2 separate regions of the Mus musculus genome follow, and region 1 is linked to region 2. The links are chromatin contacts, called in public HiChIP or PLAC-seq maps. All regions are on one chromosome and are shown on one strand. The core of a region is the stretch at or near the end of the contact, and the rest is flanking DNA. Distances in the headings are between cores, read along the strand shown.

Region 1 (5,737 bases), core at 2,033-4,532, 310 kb after region 2:
AAAGGAAGATCGAGGGAGGGGTGTCACAATTCAACATAACAGATAGACACTCAGATGGCTCAATCCATGCCTGAGACCTCAAAGAAACATAACTGGTAATGTAGGAAGAAGACAAATTTTATGGAAAAAAAATCTCATATAAAAGAGATCAACAAGATGACTTCAAATTAGTATAACGTTACTGTTGGTGATATGAATAAATCAAAATAATCATGTGCTTATCCATAAGAATTCTTGGGAGGAGCTTAAAGAGTCATTCTTAAGTTTTCAAAACCTGTTTCAAAACAGGAATGATGACTTACTCAGCACTGAAGAACCTATATCCCAACTAAAAGTGTGGCATCTGCTTCCTAGGAAAAAAATAAAGGGGCATTGCCATTGATGGCAGAAAGGGCCTGAGAAAGCTGCTGGATCCCATGAGTCTTTACACTCTGAAGCTAATAACTAAGACAGTTGTTCAGATATAAAGACAATAGATCTAAAACCTGGAGCAGAGGCAAGTATCATGGGTACTGGCCAATGAAATTAATTTAGATGATCCAAGATAGACAGTGGGTATTACCTCAGAATTTACATCTCTTGAGTGTTTGAAGATGGTGCCAAAGGGATGAAAATATTCCAGAATACTCTAGAAAACATCACTCACATTCTCTGTCGACTTCAAATATGCACTGCTATAAATAATGGGGGAGCAGAAACCTCAGTCTAAACCTCAGACTGCCTGATGGTTCATGTATAACACCAAAGGAACACCGAAGGACAGCTGTGAAGAAGAGGAGGAGGAAGGAGGAGGAGGAGGAGGAAGGAGGAGGAGGAGGAGAGGGAGAAAGAGAGGGAGAGGGAGAAAGAGAGGGAGAGGGAGAAAGAGAGGGAGAGGGAGAAAGAGAGGGAGAGGGAGAGGGAGAGGGAGAGGGAGAGGGAGAGGGAGAGGGAGAGGGAGAGGGAGAGGGAGAGGGAGAGGGAGAGGGAGAGGGAGAGGGAGAAGATTCATTAGGGAGGTTGGGCCCCAAGTTACTATAGAAAAAATAATAGTTTTTCCATATCCAAACAATAGTCAATTAGAAGACATGATGAAAGGGAAAATCTATCTACAATTGGAAAACAAAACAAACAACAACCGACAAACCAGGTTACAGAGCACACTCCTATAATACCAGCATGCAGAGTAAGCAGAGGGATCATAAATTCTAGGCTAGCCTGGGTTACAATGGTAAGAACACGTCTCAAACTTTTATCTTTAAAAGTTCTTTTTTAAAGAATATGTATCAAAAGATGGCCTAGTCGGCCATCACTGCAAAGAGAGGCCCATTGGACTTGCAAACTTTATATGCCCCAGTACAGGGGAACCCCAGGGCCAAAAGGAGGAGTGGGTGGGTAGGGGATTGGGGGGAGGGGGTGGGTATGGGGGACTTTTGGGATAGCATTGAAAATGTAAACAAGGAAAATACCTAATAAAAAATAAATTTAAAAAAAAAAAAAGAATTGGGAGATGTCTCAGTCAGAAAAGTGCTTGCCTTGGAAGCCTGAATGTGAGCCCCAGAGCCACATTTGATTTTATTTACTTTTATCTGTATAGGTGTTTACCACATGTGTGTATGTGGACTGCATGTATGCCCGATGTTCTTGGAGGCCGGAAGATAATTCTACATCCCCTGGAACTGGAATTTCTGAGAACTGTGAGTCACCACATATGAGCCAGAAATCAAGCCTGGGTCCTCTGGAAGAGCAGTCAGTGTTCTTAATCTTTACTGAACCATCAGCCCAAGAAGAAACCCGAATTTAAGAAGCCAGGCATGGCAGAGTATGCTTGGAATCTCAGATCTGGTGATGGGGGAGACAGGCAGATCCCTGAAACTAGCTTCTCAAGACAAAATGAGGGAAGGATGAGGAGGGAGGGGGTAGGAGGAGGAGGAGAGGAAAGAGGAAGAAGAGGAAGAGGAGGAGGAAGAAGGAGGAGGATGGAGGAGGAGAAGAAGAAGTTGGTGCTTATAGATAAGCACTGGAGGTTGACCTATGGCTACCATCTGCATCTTCATTTGTGCACTTACCCACTCACACACTCCACACACAAGCAAACATACAAACACACACAAACACAAATACGCACACTCACACTGGCAGACTCAAAGGAAAAAAGTCAAAAGATCTGAGAATAACCAAGATCAAGATGAGGAAGAGAAGATCTATACAATCTACATATAGAAAACTTTAAGATGCTATTCTTAAGAGCCAAAAGAAAAACAAACCAGTAGAAAATGCACAATGTTCTTTGTTAAGAACACTCAGTATCATAAAAACATCTGCTGCCTTAAATCTATCTAAAATCTAAAGCGCCATCGGGAAAAAAAAATGGCATTCAGATGTTTTTTAACCACACAAGCATAGACATGCACCATTCAAACTTGAAACAGGTAAGAGTAATCCCCCACAAAAAGAAAAGACAAGGAGTAGGGAGACAGGAGTAATGAATGGGGACCAACTCACTCAGTATTTAATGCCAGGCGTGGTGGCGCACACCTTTAAGCCCAACACTCGGGAGGCAGAGGCAGGCAGATTTCTGAGTTCGAGGCCAGCCTGGTCTACAAAGTGTGTTCCAGGACAGCCAGGGCTACACAGAGAAACCCTGTCTCAAAAAAACAATAAATAAAAAATAAAAAATAAATAAATAAATAAAATGTTTTGAAAGATATTAAAAGTTACGATCATGCAACAAGGCTCACAAGTGGGTAAATCAATGGAATGGAGTAGAAAGTTAAGACATAAACATGGGACATGTGTGTTCACAAAAAACAGTGTTCAACTGTGACTAGGAGAAAAATTGTTTACTATGTGATCTTTTGTGACCTCCTGGAAAAAAAATAGGTCCACACCTAGCCTGTTGAGGTAAGTTCTAGTTACATCGCAGATTTAAATAAGAGAGAGTAAAATGGAAAAACACCAGAATAAACCAAGGAGAATCATTTGGTGTTTTCTAACTGGGAGAGCCAGAGACCGTATGGCAAACACACATACACAAATACACACGACTGAAAAATCTGACCCATGAGACTATGCAAAGGTTATGACACCTGACTAAGCCCAAATAAAGTTATCTGCAGGAAATGTTTGCAACTCACATGACAAATGATGAATTTCCTTATTTGTAAGGAGTGCGTGCCAATCACCAGGAAAGGTTAGCAGCTGGAACCTCCTGGAAATGAAATGGGAATGGCTGAGGGACAATGGGTTAACTGTCTCAATGTCACTCCTACTATGGGAAATGCAAATTAAACCGCAATGAGACATCAGCACCTACCACACTGGCAGACATCAAAGCATTTGCAAATCTGGTGTGGGCCAGGGTGTGGGGAAAGAACACCCCGTGCATGTTTAGTGGAACTGCAGACTGCCAAAGCAGCCATGTAAAGCAAGGTGGTACCACCCATCAAAATGTTAGACACCCATGTCCTTTGATCCAGCAATTCTGCTCCTGGGAATAGATTCTATTTGTCTGACATAAGATGTGTCCAAATGTCTTCATGGTAACATTGTGCAAGCAAAACTGTGCAAGGAATATTTATCAATAGAGAACTGTTTAGTTTATATGTTAATACGAAGTTATCTTAGTTGTTGCAACAACTCCATATGTACTAATATATGATGGTTCTATGATACATCTCAGAGGGAAAAGTAAGATAGAAGAACTAGAGAAGAACAGTATATGCGTGCACATACCCAGATTGCCCCTGGGGGAAAAAATAAACCCCACCCCCACCACCAAAGCCTAATAATCATAAATAAAGCCTAAGGAAAGGACCCGGGTGACTAGAGAAGGGAGAAGGAGGGCTTTGTTCTTTTACTGAGTACTCTTTTCGTGTCTCTTAAATTTTGTAGTACCAGCATTACCTGTAAAATACCAATAAGTTTCTTTAAACACATTCCACTGCCACCTGTCTATGACCATTGAATGGTGAATGATTTTTGCAGACAGATTCCAAAGGTCTGGAGGCTGGAATAGATATTCATTTAGTCTAGCCTCAACTTGATTGCCTGATCCCCCATAAGTATCTCTGAAAAATGTGGTTCACAGCCATGGCAGCACTGTGTGTGCATTAGAAATGCAGAGTAATCTCTGGGATTGAGGCCAACCTGGTCTACAGAGTTCCAGAATAGCCGGGATGCACAGAGAAACCCTGACTGAAGAGAGAGAGAAAGAGAGAGAGAGAGAGAGAGAGAGAGAGGAAGGAAGGATGGATGGATGGATGGATGAAAGGAAGGAAGGAAGGATGAAAGGAAAGAAGGAAGGAAGAAAGAAAGGATGAAAGGAAGGAAGGAGAGAGAGGGGGAGGGATGGAAAAAAGAAAGGGAGGGAGGGAGGAAAGAAGGAAGGGAGGAAGGGAAGGAAGGGGAGGAAAGGAAGAAGGGAGGGAGAGAAAAGGAAGGAGGGAGGGAGGGAGGGAGGGAGGGAGGAAAGAGAAAGGAAAGAAGAAAGAAAGAAAGAAAGAAAGAAAGAAAGAAAGAAAGAAAGAAAGAAAGGAAAGAAGGAGAGAAAGAGAAAGAAAGAAAGAAAGAAAGAAGGGAGGGAGGGAGGGAGGGAGGGAGGAAGGAAAGAGAGAGAGAGAGAACTGCAGAGTCTTAGGGCCTCATTGCTGATCCTCTGAATCAAGGAACTGCAGTCACTGAACCCCAAGATTAACATTCAGGCTACAGAAGGTCTTCTCTAAGCTGCTTCTGGGTGGTCACCCTTCGTTCTCTTCATGAGAAGCCACAGAGGAGACACCACTTCCTCCTGGATTCATCATCCCACCTTTAATAATTAGCCTACACTAAGCACCCGGAACATTCCAGAAGGTCACAAACGTAGTTAATCTTCATTAATCCCTCTGAGGCACAGAGCTTCCTGAGCTGAGGTACAGCAATGTGAGCAGTGATCTTAGGTGGAACCCTTAAATTATAAAACATATTTTTACAGAGTGCGACTAGTATTCTTTTCAAATATTTTCAATGCTTTCAATTATTCATGGAGAATTCACATTCTGGTGCTGATGCATTGTTCTGGACCTTTTTCGTCATTGATAATCATCAAGCCTCACTCTTTGGCCTTTCAAAGTTTGGGATCTCTTGTTGAATTGGTTATTACAATGCATCAAAGTTCTCCTTCTGTAGCTTCTACTAGCTGGTTATAATATTACTTGTTGAGTGACATACAGAAAAGAACTAAGACTTAAAATTTGGTCAATGAGATGTTGAGACTTTCTCCACTGGTAAGGAAGTGGGAGGGGCTGGTGAAGAAATAAGTGGGACGGTCAGGAGGGAGTGATAGCCAACTCCAAGTCAAAGTCATGTTTATTTTACAGCAAGTAGCCTTCTAAATTTGCAGAGGGAAAAGTTATAAATGGTACTGTGTAACTGACTCACCCCCTAGAGAAAGGCACACAAGCAAACACTGGCAAGAAATAGAAGCATGATAAAAACTTGTCTTCATGTGTACATGATCTTAGAGAGATAAGACCACTGCTGCATAGAGCTCCCAAACCCCACCCATGAGTGCTGTGCTGTGTGCCTGGAGTGGACCAAGCTGCTACGGGAGGCTGAGGTAGAACAACTGCTTCTGCTCAGGAGTTTCCAGCCTGGGACATGAAGAAAGTTAAAAAGAAAAGAGAGAGGGGAGAAGGGAGGTAAGGCAGGAAGGAGGGATTGGGGAAGGGGAGACATGTAGCCATGATAATCATGCGCTGTAATATACATAAATCTCTTC
Region 2 (5,787 bases), core at 1,200-3,699:
TGCCTAGCCAATCAGTGAATTTCATGTAAAAACAGGAGACTTCCCTCCCCTTCTCCAACCTAGACAATTAATATGGATTCCCAACTAGGAAGGACACTCAAGGTTGACCTCTGACCTAGCTACCTACACATATTCATATGGACACATGCACACCCTCACTTACACACATAAACACATCTACAAGCACACATACACCACACACACACACACACAGAGAGAGAGAGAGAGAGAGAGAGAGAGAGAGAGAGAGAGAGAGAGAGAGAGAGGATGGCCTTGATTATACTGTTTCATGGTCTGTAAATGCACATCTCCAGTGCTCTCAATTTTAACCATGTTATAAAAACAACTTCAGGGAACTTCAAAAAAAAAAAAAAGATGATGACATAGAAACTGTTCAAGGAGAGCAGAGCCAGAATGATGGCCATGAAATTGAACAAATATCAAATAATTGAGTGGAAAACCTCAAACCTCATTGTCCCAGGGGTTTCTAGTGTGAAATCAAAATATAGATGGCCCTGTGCAGGTAAGAGCTAGATATTCCGTTGTTTCCTAGCTCATAAAGAAAGGCAAAGGCTACTTTCAAAACCAACTTTTCCAGGCTTATGGAATCCTTCAAAGGGAATAAAAGAACTCACCTTTCATGAATTTTTGCTTCTGAAAGTTTAGTGAAAGAGTCCAGGAGAGCTACAATGGCTAGCTCTTAGGAAAAACATAATCATGTAGAAAGGCAAAGATTTTAGGGACTCTTACTAAGCTGCTGTAGAAGGACTGGCTTATCTAGGGAGGATGAAGAACACTGGTTTATCTTTTCCAGAAAACCCAGAAAGAGGAAACTTTCCTGGAGGAACTGCCTCCAGCAGGCTGGATTGTAAACAAGTCTGTGGGGCATTTTCTTGATTATTGATTGATGTGTGTATTTGTGGGAGGGGGTGTTAGATGCCAACACTCAGACAGGCGGTCCTGGGTTGTATAAGAATCCAAGCTGAGCAAGCTATAGGGAGCAAGCAACTAGGCAGAGGTTCTCTAGGTCCGATCTTCATGCCTCCAAGCTCTTGTTTTGAGTGCTGCCCTGATTTTCCTCGATGATAGATTCTAAAATGTAAGGTGAAATAAACCACCCTTTGCTCCCCAAGTTGGTTTGCGCAGAGTTTTATCCAGCAATGGAAAGCAAGCTGTGCAAATGTGTCTCTCCTTGGCACTTTGTATTCTAATTACGTCGGTATTTGTTTTCCAAGTGCGGTGAAAGAGAAAGCTGTGTATTTGGATAGGGTCAGGCACAAGAGCCTGTGTACAGCAGGCCAGGAATAGAGAATACTCCTGATTGTGTAGGTAGGTGGGTGGAAGGATGGATGGACAAATGGACAGACAGATGAGTGAGGCCCAAACAAAATCCCTTGCATTCCTTGGCAGTGTTGTTATAGTATTGATAAGGAGAAGAATGGAGCTTTAGTATATGCTACAGCTTTAGTTGGCATTGTCTCTTTAGCCCTCGTGACGTTGCTGGTAGGTAGATATCATTATCCTCCCTGAGGAGATAAAGAAGCGAGTCTCAGCGATGTGATGTCAACTGACTTGCCAAGGCTCACGTGAAAGACTGGCAGGCCCCCGTAACAACAAAGACTGATGAGGGTGGAGGAGAGATCAGGTATTGATAGGAATTTCAGACCTGGTCACATCATCTGCTTGGACATTCTGCTCTGCCAAAATACTTTGAAACATTAAAAAACAAAAAAAACAAAAAAAAAAAAAAACATTTAAAAGTGGGTAAGATTTCCAGTGTTTTTTGAAATTGGAGAAAATGAATTGCCAAGCAATAAACAAACAGCGGCTCTGTTTTATGAGCAAGTGGATTAACTTGGAGCACATAGGCAGGACTTGATCACGCACAGGATCCTGCCGTGTTCCAGAGCTTTGCAGCAGTTGGTGTCGCTCACACTTGCTGCCAACTGACTGTGTTTTTCAAATCTCATATCTCAGATTGTGACTTAGCCAAAAAGTAAAAATTGTGAAAGAGTTTTAACAGCTCACAGATCTCATGAAGACCAAATAAATAGTTTCCTAAATACGTTTTCTTTTTCTTTAAATGTAAAATTTGGGGAGGCAGAAACCCAGTCTTTTATGTTCTTTCTAAAGTGCAAGACCCGAGGGCTATGTGCTCAATAATCATTTGTTGAATGAGCAGAATTTAGCACAATTGCATTTAAGTGCACCTGCTCCGGTTACATTGTTAGGGACCACCAAACACAACAAGATGCAAACAAACACTACTGAATCTGGCTTTCTTTAGGTAAGTCTAGAAGCTTCACAGGGGAAAATTCAAAGTAAGAAATGTGAGCACAAACAGGAAAACAAGCTAGCAAGCAGAACTGGGCCACCAGCACATAAAGCCACTTGGTTCAGGCCCAAAGCTGAAGAAGTCAATAGAATGAGCCCTTTAACAAATGGCATGAGTCATAGCAAACATTAATGACATTCAAAACAAAGATGGAAACTTTTTTGTGTTACATTTCTGTCTGGTCAGTGGCTAGCAATTTTCTGGAACTTCCTGCTGAGAAGAGTCTGAAGCCAGATGCAGGCTCAGAGAGGAAGGTGTGTCATGACCTATTTGTGACATCTCCTGGCAAAAATCCTATGGTGTTAGAGATTCCATGATGTGTCCCATGAATTCACACAAGATTTTAATCTCCAAAGTTATATGTTAACATAATGAAGAGGGCAGACACAATCCAGTGTGCTTAGGGGCGGGGCTTCCAAGGACTGATTAGGGTTGGATGAGGTCACGGGAGCTGATCCCTCACAATGTGTCTCAGTGCCTTTAAAAGGAGTGAGACCACAAGTGACATACAGACTTCCTGTCTCTTGCTGTGTAGTCCCACATGCTGCCCTGGTATAATGCTAGTTAAAAACAAACAAACAAACAAACAACAACAAAACAGATTACCAGATGTGGTTTCTTTTTGAAGCCTTTATTTTCAGAATTGTGTATTAAATAAACCTCCAAGGGTCAGCAGGGTGGCTCAGTGGCCAAGGATACATAGTACTAAGCCTGACTTGAGTTAGATCACTGGGACCCACATATCGGAAGGATAGAACCAACTCCACAAAGTTGTCCTCTGACATACACAGTGTTCAATATTTAATTATTTAGCTAATTAATTAATGCAGTAAGAATTTAAAACTAAACCTCTTATGAAGTTATGCTTCAGATGTTTTTTTGACAGGAAGGAAAACCTAGCTAATAGGGATTAGTGAGAACAGTCAGAGGACTGGTATTAATATTTTTTCCATGTTTGCATTTGATAATATAGGTTGAAAAACAAAACAAAACAAAACAAATGACAATGCCTTTAAGAAATAGTTTGATCCACCTGACTCATGTATTCAGCTAAAGATCTTAGTAAAAGAACTGATTGGTCTCTATAACTGAGAATATATGTGGGTAAATATATATGTACATGATGTCTGGTTTCTGGTGTTCTCACAGTTGTGCCAACATTGTTCACACTTGCATACATACATACATACATACATACATACATACATACATACATACATACATACATGTGTGAGTATCAGACAAAACATAGATGAAAGACTTAATCATTTGTATTAATTGATAATATGGCATGTAGCTGGTCAAAGTTTTTGGGTTTCCCAATATTATTCAATAAACATTCATAGATTAGCATATGTTTACAAGCAGAGAGAGAGAGAGAGAGAGGCAAAAGAAGAATTGGCTAACTCATGAGAGATGCTCAAGGTACCAACCAGCATGAGGACTGAATCAGGAGAAGTCTAAAGTGATACGGGAACAGCTATGAACACTCTGAGGACCAGGCCACAATCAGCATACCATGAAGAGCAGCAGCCACACCATCCTCATATTCTAATACCCAGAGCTCTGGAAGCTGAGCCCAGAGGCAGACAGTACAACATACCATAGAGGAAAGGCAGTTGCTTTAACCTAGCTGCATGTGACTCCCTTACATTCTCTACTTCACACTTCCTGTTAGGTATGAAAATAAAGGTAGATGTTTAATGATGTGTACTTTCATCACAAAGCGGTCTCCCAGTTATGTAACAAGTATTCATAGCTTTTTCTGTTCCTGTGATAAAATAATACGAGACCCAAAGCAATGTATGAAAGGGTCTACTGGCTTATGGTTCTAAATGGGGAAGATCCATCACAATGTCGGGGGCGGTGGCGGGGAGCAGAGCAGCAGGTAGTCAAGGCTGGCTGGAGCAGGGAACTGAAAGTTCACATCTCAACCTCACAAATGAAGCAGAAAGAGCCTACTAGGAGTGGAGTAAGCCTACAAACTCTCAAGCCCACCCTGGAGATACACTTCCTCCAGCAAGGTTGTACTATCTGTCCAAGCAGTGACATTAACTGGTGACCAAGTGTTTTACACCTAAACTGCTGGAGGGACGTTTCTCCTTCAGATCACCAACAAGGAGCCACTCTATAAAACCTGCTGTCCCCTCTAGGAGTCAACTCTTGCCTCAGAAGAGTTAATAAACTACTGGATGCTCAGAACTATTCTTATAGAACTAACCTTTGCATAACAGAGATAAGGTCTTAAAAAGAATAAACTATGTCATATATAACAATGCGACTCATAAATCCATACCAACTTGAACAAGTGTGTCCATTGTTTTAGGGCATAGGATATGACAGAATTTCACTAAAAGACAAAATGAGTCAACATTGTTATTGAATACACATTGTGTTTCCTTATCAAAAGCTTCTGTAACTTTGATGGTTTGTTAGTCAAATTATATATTAATATTCATAATATTAATGATAGCAATATAAAAGACCTAACTTCTGAGTTTATATAGGTGCTTGGCTGAGGTGTGAAAACTTGGAAGAAATCCTCCAAATCACCCACTTCCCAGCCAGCATAGGCATTGGCTTGTCTACAGCAACTGTCTGCTTGATGTTTGCTTATCCTGGAATTTCCAATGGGAGAGTCTTGAGATTTTGAAAATAGGATGAACACTCACATTCACCACAAACAATCATTGCCTAGCCATTCTAGCTGTAATCCAGAACTGGCTGCCTGCTAAGTGACTTGAATAGTTGAGAAAAACAACCTAGAACTCATACTATAAAAGCGTCTCCAGGATGACCATGGATTCAGCTGCACAGGGTTTGGGGTAAGATTGACAACCTTTCTGAGTGCATAGCATAGAGACTGAGTGCCACTTGATGCTACCAAACTGGACACAGTGCACATACATACACTTGACCTCCAACGGGGACTTGAAACATCACTCTAGGGTCCTCCCCAATCTAGGTTTGCCAAGATGGGCACTGGGCCTACCACTTCAACCCACTGCACACACACACTGACTCTTGCCTTGTAAACCACAAAATCAATCTTTCTGCCATTTTCAAACCTGGTGATGGCCATGCAGTCTTAGCTTGTGCTGGCGCTACCAGGGACCTCTGGAGTTTTCCTGATTTTAATGGCAGTGCTAGTGGGATGACATGGTCCCAAGCATGTCATGGGGAGTCCTAATTGTCAGTCTTCTTTATAGTCATGCGTGGGAGCATCAGCCCTTCCACTAGGTGATGTGACAGAAGAAGGTTTTGAAATCCTTCAGTTACCAACTCATTCTTCTTGAATGCTTGAAAAGAACTCCTTGTCTCTGATGACAGTTTTCTCTCCTTCCTTTGTACTTCAGAAAAAATCGCTCTCTCAACACATTTCCTCATTTTGTAAAATAGCTTTTTAGGAAAATGCCACTTTCTCATAAGTTAATAAGAATATAAGTTCCTTC

Evidence for each region. HiChIP or PLAC-seq counts read pairs in DNA pulled down with a chosen protein or histone mark.
Region 1: a contact with region 2 is called in an HNF4G HiChIP or PLAC-seq map of pancreatic cancer cells. The contact joins two enhancer-like sites. A contact is called at or near these places in 1 of 15 datasets of contacts at CTCF or cohesin (the NIH/3T3 cell line) and 2 of 115 datasets of contacts at active chromatin or transcription factors (astrocytes and pancreatic cancer cells).

What each region holds. Positions count from the first base shown.
Region 1 is chr4:56,496,844-56,502,580 of GRCm38.p6, forward strand. No RefSeq gene overlaps it. Among named protein-coding and RNA genes, the nearest start is that of Gm34628, 21 kb to the left of the region's middle. Within about 2 kb of position 3,283, at least 8 of the 459 cell types and tissues checked have an H3K27ac peak or open chromatin away from gene starts, as enhancers often do. A contact at or near this core is called in pancreatic cancer cells, where this site is marked.
Region 2 is chr4:56,190,797-56,196,583 of GRCm38.p6, forward strand. No RefSeq gene overlaps it. Among named protein-coding and RNA genes, the nearest start is that of Gm42291, 120 kb to the right of the region's middle. Within about 2 kb of position 2,450, at least 5 of the 459 cell types and tissues checked have an H3K27ac peak or open chromatin away from gene starts, as enhancers often do. A contact at or near this core is called in pancreatic cancer cells, where this site is marked.